Linked DNA regions of Mus musculus: region 2 is linked to region 1. The links are chromatin contacts, called in public Hi-C maps. All regions are on one chromosome and are shown on one strand. Each heading gives the region's core, a stretch centred on a gene start, on an enhancer-like site or on the middle of the called end of the contact. The rest is flanking DNA. Distances are from core to core; before and after follow the strand shown. Region 1 overlaps Dennd1a (DENN/MADD domain containing 1A). Region 2 overlaps Dennd1a (DENN/MADD domain containing 1A).

What was found. Hi-C and Micro-C count contacts between places; a contact is called where the count stands out from the background.
Region 2: a contact with region 1 is called in a Hi-C map of the N1E-115 cell line, with 2.5 times the contacts expected there. The contact joins two enhancer-like sites. A contact is called at or near these places in 3 of 484 Hi-C or Micro-C datasets (CD8 T cells, the N1E-115 cell line and embryonic stem cells).

What each region holds. Positions count from the first base shown.
Region 1 is chr2:37,817,006-37,820,708 of GRCm38.p6, reverse strand. The region is part of intron 19 of Dennd1a (DENN/MADD domain containing 1A); the gene reads left to right. Among named protein-coding and RNA genes, the nearest start is that of Crb2, 43 kb to the right of the region's middle. Within about 2 kb of position 1,993, at least 24 of the 459 cell types and tissues checked have an H3K27ac peak or open chromatin away from gene starts, as enhancers often do. A contact at or near this core is called in the N1E-115 cell line, where this site is marked.
Region 2 is chr2:38,092,206-38,096,114 of GRCm38.p6, reverse strand. All of the region lies in intron 5 of Dennd1a (DENN/MADD domain containing 1A), which reads left to right. Among named protein-coding and RNA genes, the nearest start is that of Dennd1a, 190 kb to the left of the region's middle. Within about 2 kb of position 1,549, at least 10 of the 459 cell types and tissues checked have an H3K27ac peak or open chromatin away from gene starts, as enhancers often do. A contact at or near this core is called in the N1E-115 cell line, where this site is marked.

The DNA.
Region 1 (3,703 bases), core at 744-3,243:
GGCAGCATTCTGTCATGGCAGGGATAAGAGTTGGAAAGTATAAGCACCCTTGAATGTACCCAGGACTGGGCTAGGTACTCCATATCTCATCTATTCTTGTTCCAGCCCACTGAAGGCAGATGTCATTTCCCTTGGTCTTCATAACCAAGACTACAGAGATAGTAAGAGACCAGCTGGCCTTTGAGACCAGACCTACCTCTCAAGTTCTCAACAGATGGCTTTTGGCAGCCATAGGTAGTTGGTAGGGAGCTCCAGGCAGTCTTAGAGGCCTGGGCTCTAGGACAGCCAGGGGTTCAATGTGATTCAAGGCATGGTAGCTCAAGTACTAGAGACAGCTCTTGTGTACTGTAGTCTCATTATTGTGGGAATTGGGTAAACTGTAGGGTGCCCAAGCACCTGAGAACTTGAGGAAGCAATGTTGTCCCAAAAGAAGACTGGGTAGTGTCTGCCTCTGCCCCTAGCCAGGGCAAGAGGTAATTCACTGGCCGTGTTCTTGGGCTTCCCCTCTTCTGCAAGCATACCCACTGAGAGACAGACTAGGAGGCTAGAAGATATGTTGTACGGGACCCAGGGTTCCCAGGCCACAGGGACTATTATGTATTCTGGATGCATTCATAGACACCAGCCCACACTGGATGGAAAGAAACTCGAGAGACCTGGATCATGGAACTCTTAAGGGTCACAGAGAGGACAGCCTGACATGATTCTATGTCAGGATTTGCCAGGTCACTGGCTATAAACATGGCTGAGTACAACAGCTGCTGGCCTGGGTGGAAAAGCCATGGGATGGTAGGCACTCAGCCTTGACAGGAGGGATTGTGTAGCCCAGCACCTGTGGCTGGAGCTTGGCTATGACCAGAGGGTCTGAGGGGTCTTCTTAATAAGGAGAAAGAAAGAGCAAAAGAAAATCATGCTGGTGTCTCCTGGATGAAGGGCAGTGTCTGGAGCCACCAGGGAGAAGGGAGAGGCAGGCTGCTGTGGGCCACATGTGAAGCACTTTATCAGCTATTTATTATTTCTTGCTCACCATTAAAATCAAATGTACTTGGTGCTTTTGTATTCAATACACACTTAACCCTGCCGACTTAGATTTCTCAGGTTTTGAATCCGGTGGGGAATTGGCTGGCTTCCCAACTTTCCTCTCTAGTCCCCCCAAACAGATCTGGAAAGCCCTGTTTAGCATTCTCTCCCCTGGTGCTGCTGAGATCTTAGCAGTGGTGGGCCAGCCCCTGTTGTGTATGAGAGTGGTTTTCCCCTCCACCCAGGCTTCACCCTTGCTAAGCACCCCAGAAGAAGGATGGTACTGCTGAAATACACAGGGGTTTATCTGCATTGTCTTTGATTAAACCAGTTGTCTGTGTGTCTAGGCCTGGTTGTAGCCTGCCACTGCATGGGGTGTGTGTGTGTGTGTGTGTGTGTGTGTGTGTGTGTGTGTGTGTGAGAGAGAGAGAGAGAGAGAGAGAGAGAGAGAGAGAGAGAATGCACCATTACCTCTTAATGCCTGCCTTTGTGGATATCTGTTTGTAAGACTGTATATACACTGCAGTCTCTGAGCCCTGGTGCATTTGGGTGTTTGTCTATAATGATAATCCTACACCAGTGAGGAATGTGTGACTCTGGGTGGGTCTGTAACCACAGGGGTGACTGTCTCTGGTCCGTTGTGTCTTTCCCACCCTCCCTCACCCCTCCCTCCTCTCCCTCCTCTGTCTGTTTTATCATCCCTAATGAAGCAGTCTCCTCCATCGATCCTGCTGATTGCCAACCCATTCCTTTTGTTTGTTGGCGCTGAGCCATTCAGCAGCACTCTGACAGCTCAGCTCGTCTAATTAGCTCTGTTGTTCTTTTTCCCCATGTTTCACCACGTTGCAAGTTCAGTTGAAGTTGCCACAAACTTAATCCCCCCATTTCAGTGGCAAGTTCACATTCTTAACCTGTCTTCATTGTAGTAAGGAGCAGCCCTGTGTGGGACAAGCTGACAGGCCATAATGTCTGACCTTCCTGAACTCAGTCCCCAGGTCCCTGGCAAGGGCAGGAGAGCTCTTCCACCCAGCTGCATTCTCTTCCTTTGTAGGCAGAGTCTCAGGGATCCAAGAAGCCTTGCTGGGGAAACCACTTCCATATGAGAGTGGGGACAGATATAGCCATGTATTTATTCGGCAAATGTTGACCAAATGTCTGTTGAGTGGCAGGCACCTTTCTAATAACAATGACAACCACAGCAGTATTTACTGCTGTTAGATTCCAGACAGTAACATTGGCCTGTCTACAAATCTTGCTGAAGTTCCACTATGTACCAGGCACCTCACAGGATGCTAAAAGGATTAAGACTATCTGCAATCTATCTTCTTACAGGCACCTCCCCTCCTTCCTTTTGCTATTGATAAAAGGGGGCATCTCGATCACAAAGAAGCAGGCAAGCATTTCTGGAGCTCACACTCTGTGCAATGTCCACACCAGTGTGTTACCCACACCCTGTGGTTAAGTCTTAACAATAGCTCCGTGGAAGAAGACAGCATGTTTTGTGGAATGTTCTTGGCCTTTACCACATCTCTGATTTGCCAAAGACGTCTGAGCTCAGACTGGCCGCTCCACAGGAAAATCTTTGGTTTGGTCAGACGTGCGCAGACCTGAGGGTTCCATGAGACTCTATCGAGATTGGTCTTGTATGCAGCCAGCCTCTGTAATCTTGTTCCTAAGCCATTGTTTTGTGTCGCCCACCAGTTGCTGGGGGGCGGGAGGGTTGTTCTGAAGAAGGGTTGTTGTAATGGAGTGTGGGCACTGTCTTTCTCGTCTGTCAGCCAGTGTCTCATTGCAGCTGCAGAGAATGCATGCTCCCTATACCTGCTGCAATGCTGGCTCATCTGCATGAACAGCAGGAGCCACAGAGAGACATTCTCAGCTCTCTTCCCAATCTCTGTGACATTAGAAGTGGTCAGAGGTGATGGTACCATACACAAAGTCACATAATACTGATTAGACCAAATGAGACTCATTCTAAGAGTACCCAGAAATTCACAGCCTAACATCTATCACGGGCTCTGATGGGACAAGGAAGTGGGCATCCTTTCCTCTGTGGCTTCACTATTGTGGCAGCTCAGAATAACCCATCTACCCACAGTGTAGTAAGAGGTGAGTGTAGGAAGCTGCCTGCTGCCCTCGTGTGCCCACTGCCACCGTAAGCTGTGCTTTGTGCAGCATCCACTTTAGCCCTACTGGAAGACAGGGCATACGGTACCCTGAGAAGCAAGTTGGCTTAGCTGGGCACTCTGTGGAGTTGTCAGTTGCTCCCTCCTTCCCTTTAGAGAGGAAAATAAGTATCCTGTAATTCAGCTGTAAAAAAGTATTTTGAGTGTGAGTCCCCCAAACAAATGTGAGTGGAACCTCTTTGTTCCACACACTGAATTCCATAAATAGGGTGTTGCTGTTCTGCCTCCCATGTTGTTCACACCTCAGTCAGCTCTCTGAGAGGCCACTGGGTCTGCAGATGAGGAGAGCCTTTCTGGCTTAAATTCCAGAGAGCATATATATCCATATGCTGTATGTTAAGTGGTGGTGTTTACGTAATAACCAGGAGACCATGGTAGCCCAGGCCTGGAGAACCTGTAACCAAGCCCTCTGGGGCTGTTTACCCAAATGTTCACAGTGGACCTGTGGGGCCTTTTTAACTCACTCCTTCTTGGGGATTTCCCCATGTTCATCCTTA
Region 2 (3,909 bases), core at 300-2,799, 280 kb before region 1:
GATGGAAGAGTTGTTAAGAAAACTGCCTCTGTAGCTGCTCTGCAAAAATTTGGACTATGCATGCTGGAGGGACAGGGGCCATTTCAGCAACACACTTCCAACATTTAAGTGAGGCAGGGAGGACTGAACCATGTATTCTGGCAAAAGCTAGTGGACAACTAGAGTTCTCCCCAGGCAGTCTCTGAGAAACTGTAAAGGCTTCCTATAGTGGTCCCCTCATCCATGAGGCTACTCAAAATTACGTTAGTGTAAACAATGTAAAAATCCAAAATTAAAATGGGACCTAGATATATAATGGTGTCATGACCCCCTTTTATGATATGGACTAAGATTTTGAAGTGTCAGTGATACAATTCAGCCTTACAGAAATATTTATATTTTTCTTAATGGAAGAAAATAGGAAGGTAGATTTTGCTAGACTGTGTAGGATTGAATCTCCATCCTACCCAGAAGCTGTGATTTTGGACAGTGGCTCTCTTTTTGAAAGCCTTAGGTTTATTATTATCCTTTATAGCAGTTTTACAGATAAAATGAGCCCCTGTTTAATATGCATCACCTAGTCAACATCTGGCCCATAGTATAGACTTTATTCATTGGACAGGCAAATAGTAGGTCTACTACTGTTGCTATCAGGAAGCCTTCTGCTCTAACAATTTTACAGTCAGGTTTAATATCTGATCCCCATTTGTCCTTCAGTATGCCAGGAAGGCCCAGAGAAACTTCTTACCGGGATATGGTTGCTCATACCATAATCCCAATACAGAAAGCTGAGGCAAGAGGACTGGAAGTTCAAGACTGCCTGGGCTTCACACTGAGAGCTCAAAACAAAACAAATAAGGGAGGCATTACTTTCCCAAGGTATTTGACAAGATCTGAGAGCATGCAGTCACTCATCTACAGGTCTTGTGTCTCTCCATGAATCATTCTACATGGCATTGTGCGGCACTGCTGAGTTTCCTGATGGATGAAGTAACCAGTATTTAGCCTTAGAATAATTTGGATAGTAATTGTGCCTGGCAAAGGAAAAGAGTAGTCATGTTCATTCACTCAGGCAAAGTTATATTGCACTAGACTTGCAAGCCAGCTTATACATTACTACTGACAGCTTGTGTGAGTATTGTAAGGTAGCTGGCCTTGTGGTTTATTGAGCTTAAATAAACATTTATCTCTCTCTCTCTGTCCCATCAAGCATGCATGCATCTAGGATCTTAAGTGGCTTCTGTTTGTTAACAAAACTTCCCTGGGAGAACTCAAAAAGGCAATTAGTCTTGTTCTTTGGAGCAGTGCCTCCACTGTATTAGATTTCACTGTATGCAAGCTTAAATGATAACCCAGAAGCAAGCTGTACCATGATCCAATTTGATATTTAGTTTTGATTTTATTAGTAGTTGTCTTTAATGGATGTCTTGTCATGTAGGTTTCCTGATTATTAGTAATTTAAATTGAATGAGAATGAAATGAAACCACAGGCGTGAAACTGATGGACTGTGGCTGCAGCAGTCTGCAGCTTTCAAGGCAGCCATAATGCCGGCAGGCTCCCACACTCCCCCTCCCTTTTAAGGCTTTGAACACCCTTTCTGCTAATGCTGAGGATGAGAGCTTAATACTGTTGCTATCTGGGAACCTTTAAAAGCAAATGGGCATTGTGAGTGTTCCTTCCTCTTTGAAGGTAAGTGTTGTCCATGTGCTCACTCTCTACTTGATCAGCTCAAATTTGACCCAGGAGTAGAGATCTGTGAAGATGCTAACTGAAAAACAATGATTGCAGAAGTAATTTTCCTTGCCCTTATGTGTGCTTTCCTACCACTCTCAAGGATTGCTGGCCTGGTCTTGAGAAAAAGGACAGCCAAAAATGTGCTTTTTTCTGTGGGCTCTGTGGAGTAGCCAGGATCATATACCAGGCTTAGACCCAGCATGGTCCAGAGCAGCACAAGTCCCACAGCTGCTAGGTCCAGATAAGAGCTTTCATTCTCTGAGCACCTTGGTCTTAGTATTATTGGTTTGTGTAAGTGCTGAGATACTGGACACCTTCAGTTAGGTTTAATTTAAATCAAACAAACAAACTTGAAAGAAAGTAATTTTAGGTCACTTACTAAATGTCTACTAATAATCAAGCATGTGTTTGTTTGTTACCTGCTCTGTTCAGGCATTGATGTGGATGAGTGATGAAAGAATGACTGAACGGAGGAATAATTGAAAGGGAGCTGTGCTTTCTTTCTGTCTTTCTGACCAAGACAGTTTTTATGTGTAAGCTTTAGAATTTCCAACCAGTGTGATACACTGCTAGCCCCGGTGTTGAAGCTGTAGAGCCACTTCTTACAGAAACTTTTTTACTCTTATTTCTCTTGCTAATCCATAAAGTATACATTTTGAGCAAAATTTATTTTTTAATTCATTGAAAATTCAATGAAATCTTTTATAAGAAAATATTTGCTTCTGACTTTTTTGTGTGTGAAGGAACCATGCAGTCTATGTGCAGTGTAGTGTCCTCCCATCACCCATTCTTAGATAGCTACATTCATCCCCAGAGTGGGAAAGTGTCTGAAACTGCCACTTTTCTCATGCCAGAGCTCTTCCGCTCTCTTGTAAGTAGGGCCAACTCTGAAAGTGTTACTCCCCCATGCCACAGACTGGTGATAGACAGGGTGGCCTGGAGGGAACCATCTGCATACCTTCTCAGTGTCCTCTGCTGCTCAGGCTGGCGTCTATGATCAAGGCCAGCTTCAATGCAGGAGGACACTTGCCCCAGCCTACTAGAATGACTTGGAGTGACCTGCAGAATGTCGAGGTACTGCTTGCCACCAGTTATCCTTCATTCTAAAATGCTCCTGTATTGCTTCTCCTTAAATTGATCACTTTCAGGACACCTGCAGAGCAAGATGCATTTAATTTTACACATTAATTTTTAAGTCTTACTAAACTTCTGAATGGCTGTGTTGTGTACCACTGTGTGGGTTATGCAGTACTAGTCCTGTGATCAAATGAAAAGGTACCTTGGCAAAGGCTGGCAGGTGTAGAGCCACAGCTGTTGAGCTCTGCTTTCCATGAACTGGGTGAGCCTCCATGAACTCTTCATCTGCCTAAACACAACTGCCCCTTGATAATAAAGTTATCCACAATCACTCTCTCCAATGTTAGAATTAAATACAGCATGTAGTGACTAGTGGGGTAGTGTGCTTGCATAGTCTAGGTTTTTTTTTTTTTAATCTTACTTTATCTCTTCATTTCAAAATGTCTTTAAATGCAGTTTAAAATGACCCACTGAGGAGTTTATGTTAGGGACCGATGAAAAGCCTGCAGTCACACTCTTCCCTCCATAGTCGCCATGGAGAGATGGAAATGCTGTTCTGAGCTGACCTGAACCAGTGGTCCTGGGCTCTAATCTCTTGATTCCCAGATGACAGCAGATGTCTCTTTAGTGATTCCAGGTGTTCAGAACAGAGTACAATCTCTTATCTGACACAGCCACAGCGACTCCTTAGAGTTCTTTCATATTACCTCTTTATAACATTTGAAGGATCAGGATTTCTTGACAGCTGCTGGAATGCTAACTCCCCACTTAAAGGGACTCTGCTTCAAGTCCTCAGGTGATCTGTGGACTTTCATGCTGTACTGTTTGATTCATGCCCACATACCAAATAGTTTTAATATGTTCTCTTTTTTCATTAAACAGATTTTGTCATGTCCAAGAGACTTCCTGCTGGCAGCAGCTCTAACTCTTTCTTGCCATGCAGGCATTGCCTGCCCCTTGTTAACTCTGCATATGTCCCTTCAGAATATCCCCACTGACTTCTTCTTGGTATCAAGATAGAGGCAGCTTTCCCTGCCTCCTTCAGAAAGCAGCACTTCTTTCATAATTTCTGGAGTGGTGTGCCCATTTTTGCTTTGAGGGGATTTCTTATTGGTCAG